Regions from separate parts of the Cricetulus griseus genome. Here region 1 is linked to region 2. Evidence: chromatin contacts called from public Hi-C data. All regions are on one chromosome and are shown on one strand. The core of a region is the stretch at or near the end of the contact, and the rest is flanking DNA. Distances in the headings are between cores, read along the strand shown.

Evidence for each region. Hi-C and Micro-C count contacts between places; a contact is called where the count stands out from the background.
Region 1: a contact with region 2 is called in a Hi-C map of liver, with 4 times the contacts expected there. The contact joins two enhancer-like sites. A contact is called at or near these places in 2 of 8 Hi-C or Micro-C datasets (the CHO-K1 cell line and liver).

The regions. Positions count from the first base shown.
Region 1 is chr4:201,814,031-201,817,839 of CriGri-PICRH-1.0, forward strand. No RefSeq gene overlaps it. Among named protein-coding and RNA genes, the nearest start is that of Plod2, 290 kb to the left of the region's middle. Within about 2 kb of position 1,286, at least 1 of the 6 cell types and tissues checked has open chromatin away from gene starts, as enhancers often do.
Region 2 is chr4:201,494,664-201,498,081 of CriGri-PICRH-1.0, forward strand. No RefSeq gene overlaps it. Among named protein-coding and RNA genes, the nearest start is that of Plod2, 28 kb to the right of the region's middle. Within about 2 kb of position 1,383, at least 2 of the 6 cell types and tissues checked have open chromatin away from gene starts, as enhancers often do.

The DNA.
Region 1 (3,809 bases), core at 36-2,535, 320 kb after region 2:
GTACCATAAAAGCTATGGCTTCAAAATGAGGATTTAACACTTTGGCTGGGGAAAAGGGTAGGTGCAACTCTAATAATGGTCCAGCTTGCCATAAGACAGAAGTCAGACTAAGCTGTATAAGAAGTATATAAATTTTCCATGGTTTTGCATAGTTAATATAGCATATTTGCTGATGCTGGATTGCAGTCTCCAACTTGGGAGAACTTGCCTAGCCTCTAGTTAGCTGTCTATGTGAATTGGGATCACTATCTCCTTTCAGAATATCACACAAACATTTCAAATCACCAGTAGATGCCTTTAAAAAAGTACATAACCACTGAATGTTTTCCAATAACTTCTGAAAATCATTCAAAGATTGCAAGCTATCTTTACTAATTTCTAATTTTTGAGGCTTAATTTTTTTTTTTTTTTTTTAGGATATAACATATGTCCCAAGTACCTTCAGAAAATTACTCAAAGTAGTGAGTAGTCTTTTCTAATTCAATCTGTAAAGTTTTCATTAGCTAACAGGGTCTCATTTGCATCTTCACAGACACTTTTCTAGGTGGGGCCTAACAGGGCAGCAGTTCCCTGAGGCTTTTTCTCAGTAACTTTTCTCAAATCATTGCATTGACCTCTATTCTCTAGATTTCTTTTTTAACCACAAAAATTGGGAGAATTTCTGTATCCTCTCCTCTGCTAAATTCTATTGAATCATCCAAACAGGATCTTTTGGCTCTCAGGCCATGCTGGCTTTGGCCATTTTCCACTGACTGGCTCTGGGGGCCAGCTGTGGAAGGCTCAGATTGCCAACTCTTCCTGTGAAGACACTGTCTGACCTGGTACCCTCTTTGACTACATCCAAAGCAATTCAAGTAAGTCCTTTTGTTAGGAGTCATGCATTCACAATCACACTTCACACACACACACATGTGGCCACACCATACAGAGCATGTATACACCTTTCAGCTCTCTTTTTCCCTACGTTATGATTAGTTTGTTGGGATGAAACATCTTTAACTAAACTCTCCTGTAATACAGCAACTATAGCTAATCCTTGAATTATGTGCATCTAAAATCCGAACAAATCCAAATTCATCTATGTCACCTTTTTTTTTTCTATAAGGTCTTAAAACAATTTCTGACAGGCTGCATTAATTTTTCCTTACACCTGCCTGGGCAGCGGCCAAGGCAGCAGTTCCCAAGGCTGTGGGTTTCTAGGCTTGGGCTTCCTACCAGGGACTAGGCCCTCTGGAGGCCTTTGCCCTCTGGGCCTGGGCTGGCCTACTGCAGGTCATCTGTGACTGCAGCTGCTTGCAAAGTTAACCTTCAACATTGTAGCAACTCTGAGTTCTTGTCACCCGCTGGTCCTGCTGATCTAGTGCGTAGGTGGCACACCTTTACTTCCCCAAGCCCCACTGGCGCAGCTCTGAGACAGCTGCCACTGTGACTTCCACGACGGGGAAGGATCCTTACAAAACTTAACAAATTCTTAAAAATTCTGTACTTGCTTCTGCTTTACTTCAGTTTTCCTGGCTATTAAAAATATACCTATGCAATCATCTGACTAATGTTTTTCTGCCTCATATCTCCAATTATATACATGTTTACTCTCAAGGTTAACTCACTTCTTTTATCATCTGGCTAATATTTCTTTCTTTCACAGCTACAATTAAATGCATTTTTACTCCAGAGGCTACCACACCAAATTTCACTTCTTTATCATCTGACTAATATTTTTCTGTATCATATCTATGATTATACACATTTGTACTCTCAAGGTTAACTAACCACACTTCTCTGCAACTCAAATTGTAGTAAACTCCTGTCCCACTGTTTCCTTGCTTCCTAGTCTTTCAATTTCTTATTCCAATAAGGGATTCACTTACTAATAAAATTATTCTGTAAAATCATTTTGTCAATGTCAGAACAGCCTCTATTATAGGAAGTATGTGAACAGGTTTTTCTTATTTGCCTCTGGATTTCCCTCAGTAATTTAAATAGATATAATGTAAAACACTATCTACGTAATAAACGTGGACAATTTTCAATAAACCACAATAATTCCTTTCCTAGAATTTTAATTTTATTAGTCCATTTCCAGAGAATACACTTTAAGAGTGTTCAGTTTGTTTTGACATTTCTCTCTCTACACCCATTATTTCAGGCCTTTGGAATTTAATAAATCACCTATTACCTTTCTACTATCTGGGTACTTTCATGATACCATGCATTCCATGGCATAACTCCCATTTTGAACTCTATGTAACCACTAACCTTTTAAGTCTAGGTTTACTATACACATTGCAATTGTATGTAAATGCATAAAGACAAATTGTATTTATTTCATGATTATGCTTTCTTTCTTTTTATATTTTCAAGCATTAAATACCACTTAATTCTATTCATTAACTTGACATTCTTTACAGTTCTTAATGACTCAACCAAAACTATGTGCAAATATGGTGAAAGACCCTCTCAGTAATTCCAGACTCATATGTATATGAGCAGTGGCCTTGGTTACTGTAAGACATCTATCTGAAGCTTTCTGCCCTGGCCTTTTAATTACTGCTGGCTATTTGGAATGCCTGCTGAGAAACTGTGCACTCAAGTTCTCCCTAGACTACTATTACTTGAGTCTCCTGTTTCAGACCACATTTGTTGGAATATTCTGGTTGTTGAGTCTCTCTCTCTAATTGCTTATACAAAGAAGTTTTCTGAGAAAATGTGTTTAAGAAATTGGAAGTTTGAAGACTATAGTTTCAGATTATGACTTGATTAGCTCTTTTTCTGAGTACAAACATCTTGATTGAAGATGATTTTCTTGGCAACTTTGAAGGCATCACATCATTATAAAACTTCTAATGTGGCTGTAAATAAGTTTTATATTATTCAGGTTAAAGTCTTTGACATGATATGTGTTTTGTTTTTCTCATGGGTATTTTTACTATGATCTTTAATGTAAAATTTTGAAATATTCCATCATTCCTTTGTAGTGATATTTCAGAAGTCACTCTCTCTGGAAAATAATGCCAGTTTGAAAATTTTGTTTTGTTGTTTTATGTATCAATTACATTTCAAATATGATTGTTCATTCTCCTTTTCTCTCATTGTAATGAACTGAAAACTAGGCCTCCATTTTACCCCAACAAGATTTTTATTATTCTTTTTTTTGTTTCTATTGTTAGACCCATGGAAAACTCAGGTATCCAGGGTCCCAGGCCATGACCACGGTCACCCCAATCACCAGGCGGATTCGAGAGCTTGATGCAAACTGCACGAGGCTTTATTGTAATTTAACGAGCTAACCCCATGTTAGCTCGGGTCTTTCACCCACCCATCATGGCGGATGGCTCACAAAGACAACTCCTAGGGCTTCCCAAGAGATCTTGTAGGGCAGCATAAGGGGAGTGTCTAGGGGTATGCACAGGCTCACTATTGGTGTGCCTCCAGCCTTAGAGGGCTTGCCCTGTATTGATTGGTCAACTGGTTGTTATGGCCCATAGGCCCTCCCAGGGTGGTTGCTATGCTCTGCATCATTGCTGTGTGCTTGTCCGTAAAGTACTCCCAGGGTCATAAAGCATAGCGCCACCAGCTAACTTCTGATTGGTTCCTTGTCACGAGGCAGCCATCTGACTTTCTAGTGTCTAGGACAAGGTCAGACAAGCACGTGTTCAGCCGTTATGACTGCCGAAAGGGGAGCTGGTCCCTTCAGCATAATCTAATTCTTCTTTCTGTGTCGTGGCCACCGGCATGTCTCAGCCCCAAGCCATGGTAGCCATGAGGTTTGACCTGAGTGGGGAAGTGTGGACTTGGAAACTCCTAGCAAC
Region 2 (3,418 bases), core at 133-2,632:
GATGACTACTTTTTATGCCATGCTAGAGCCCTCATCCAGTGGCTGATGGAAGCAGAGGCAGACACCCACAGACATACACTGAACTAAACTCTGGAAGCAGAGAGGGAGGAATGGAGATCAAAGGGGTCAGTACTAGGCTGGTGAAACCCACAGAAACAGCTGGACTGAACAAGGGGGAGCACATGGACACCAGACTGCTGTCTGGGAGGCCAGCACAGGACTGATCCAGACCCTTGAACATGGATGTCAATGAGGAGGCCTCGGCACTCTAGGGGGCCACTGGTAGTGGATCAGTATTTTTCCCTGGTGTAAGAAGGGACTTTGAGAGCCCATCCCACGTGAAGGGATGCACTCTCCACCTGGACACATGGGGGAGGGCCTAGGCCTGGCCCAGGATGATGTGGTGGACTTTGGGGAGCCATTGATGGCCCTCCCCTGCCTGGGGAGTGGAGGGGGGATGGAGTGGGAGGCAAGTAGGAGGTTGGGAGGGAGGGTTTGGGGGAGGGTTGAGGGGAGGGGAGGGAGAGGGAGAAGGGATGGACATGTGAAGCAAGCTTGTTCCTAATTTGAACTAATAAAAAAATAATTACAAAAATAAGTCTCTTTTGCAATGTTGAAAAGGGACAAAATGGAAACCTCAATATGATTATTTATTGGGGAACAAGAAACCTCTAATGGAGAATTAAAATGAGAATGTGAAGCTTAGAAAGAAAGAAAGAAAGAAAGAAAGAAAGAAAGAAAGAAAGAAAGAGAGAGAGAGAGAAAGAAAGAAAGAAAGAAACTCTGCTTCCCAGAACTTTCCATTAATCACACAACAGGTACATGATGAAAAATAGTAAGTGCTTACACTGCAACTGAATGATATTCAACTGTGAGTGTCATGCATATGCCTCTCAGGTTCTGTGTGTTTTCTAGAGTCACCAGGAGTCATTGCAGGTGTTCACTAAATGCTATGACCTGAATCCTGCAGCTACCCTTGCTAAAATGCCTACATCCTAGGAAAGAAGTTCTGTACTCTCCATGGTTGTGTATAGAGAATTAACTCCACAATGACCTAATTGCTGCCTGATGATGTTATTATTAGAATTTGCAGATAATTGGATTTTTAAACTTTGATGTAGCAATGATGTAAAAATGTAGAAAAAGATTTTTCTTTGCTCTGTGCAAGGTAGGTAAGCCAGGCTTTTATAGAGTCTCAAAGCAAATGGATCCAGAAATATCTGAAGACATAAAAAAAAGTCTGGTAAGCAGGCTAACTGTAAGTACTGATTTTCTAAAGGAAAAGAAAAAAAAAAAGATGAAAGCCAAACCACAAGATTGGCTCCCCCGAGGCTGCAGTTCTCCTAACTGGGGATCATGGGTTGAGTAAATAGTCATGTTCCCCTTCTGGGTAAGTGGAAGCATTAAGTCACTGGAACCTACTGCTGAGTCACAGACAAACTTACGGGAATGTAAGGGAAAACTGAAAATCGTCCTTCCCTTTAAGTCTTGGTTAGCTCCTTTAAACTTTCATTAAGCTTCATATTCCATTCTGTTTTCAGAGCTCAGGGAAACCACATTACTTTGGGGTCCTCTTAAGTGATGTTTAATCATTCCAACCTCAGTAATTGCTTTACAGTATTCAAGAAATAAACAGACTACGACACACCCAACCATTCAAAAAGAAATACGAATATCCATATTGTCTGTCCAGGTATAATTCAGGCGTTCACTTTAGAATCCTAAAATTTTTACAAATATGACCATCTGTGTGTGCACATCTATTTTAAACTAGTTGTTTATTCCCAGTGAGGAATTACGTATTACTCGGTGAGGAAGACTGGTTAGAGGAATATGTAACAGGATATTCAATCACGTGGTGAACCCCAAGTTTGCATTTTGGTTAATTCAATAAAAATCAACCTTGGGTCAGGAGGCCAAGTTAGCAACCAGTTGGCGAAAATAATCCTAGAGAGTCAGAAAGTAATGGCCAATACGCTGATTTGCACAGACAGTTTGGATTTGATGATCACACCTTGACGCTATGTTGTTGAGCAGCTTTGAATGCTTGGGACAAGGTTAAAGAATCAAGAAAGAGGTCTGAGTCCTTTAGTAAAATTATACAAGACTGACTTTATTTGCAAAGATTGACTTCAGATGTAAATAGAATAGTATCAGATCCAGAAGTTAGACAAATATTAATTGAATTGTTGGCTTTTGAAAATGCTAATTCAGAATGCAAAAGAGTGTTTAGGCCTTTAAATGTAAGTTCAGCCCCTATCGATGAATGTATTAGAAATACATATGACAGTGGATCTCACACTTACAATGCTACTTTGATAGAAGTGATTTCTAAACATTTTGAAAAAACAATATGTCAGATGTTTTGTTTGTGGAAGGCAAGGCCATCTGAAAAAATGATTGTAGGCAAGGCACTCCTATAAACAAGGTTTTTCTTTTTTTCTTGAGATAATACAAATAGAAGGCCCCAGCATTCTGGAGTACACAGAAGGTATGACAAAGGCCAGCATTGCACTAATGAATGCAGATCAACAAAGGACAGGCAAGTAACTCTTTACCATTGGAAACACCTTAATCCCAATATCAATATTTTTTAATCATTCTCTGTCAACATTGGAGAAACTGATCCACAGAACAATTAAAATACTTAATGTCTGTTGTTAAAAACCATACTACTCTGAATTTTCTTCAGTAAATAAAACAAAACATTAGGAGACACCATTAAACAAGTGTTTTGGCAAACTTCCATAAATAATCAAAGATCAAAGCAAAGGATAACTAGACTGAAGTCCACAGCTCCAGAGAAGTTAGGTAATAAGGAGGACCCTAAGAGGGACACATGGATCACCCTCGGAAGAGAAATTAGATGATATTTAGAGGGCAAACTGGGGGTAGAGGTTGTAAGGGGGGAGAGGAGGCAGGATGAGAACAGAAGGGAATGAGATAGTCTAGGTGGGGAAGGATGTAGGGCAAGAGCAATGAAAAAGATATCTTAATAGAGACAGCCACGACGGGCTTAGGAAGAAAACTGGTGCTAAGGTAACTCCCAAGAATCCACAAGGAGGACCCCAACTAAGACTCCTAGCAATAGTAGAGAGGAGGCCTGAACTGGCCTATCCCTGTAATCAGACTGATGAAAACCCCAACTATCATCATAGAGTCTTCATCCAGTAACTGATGGAACCAGACAGAGATTCACAACCAAGAACCAGACTGAGCTTCAGGAATCCAGGTAAAGAGAGGGCGCAAGGAACATATGAGCAAGGGAGGTCAAGATCGTAATGGAGAAATCTACAGAGAGAGCTGAACCAAGCTCATGGAAACTCATGGACTCTAGAGCTACAACTGTGGAGACTCCAGGGCACTGAACTAGACCCTCCATAATGGGAGACAGTTGTGACGCTCAGCTGCTGCTCTA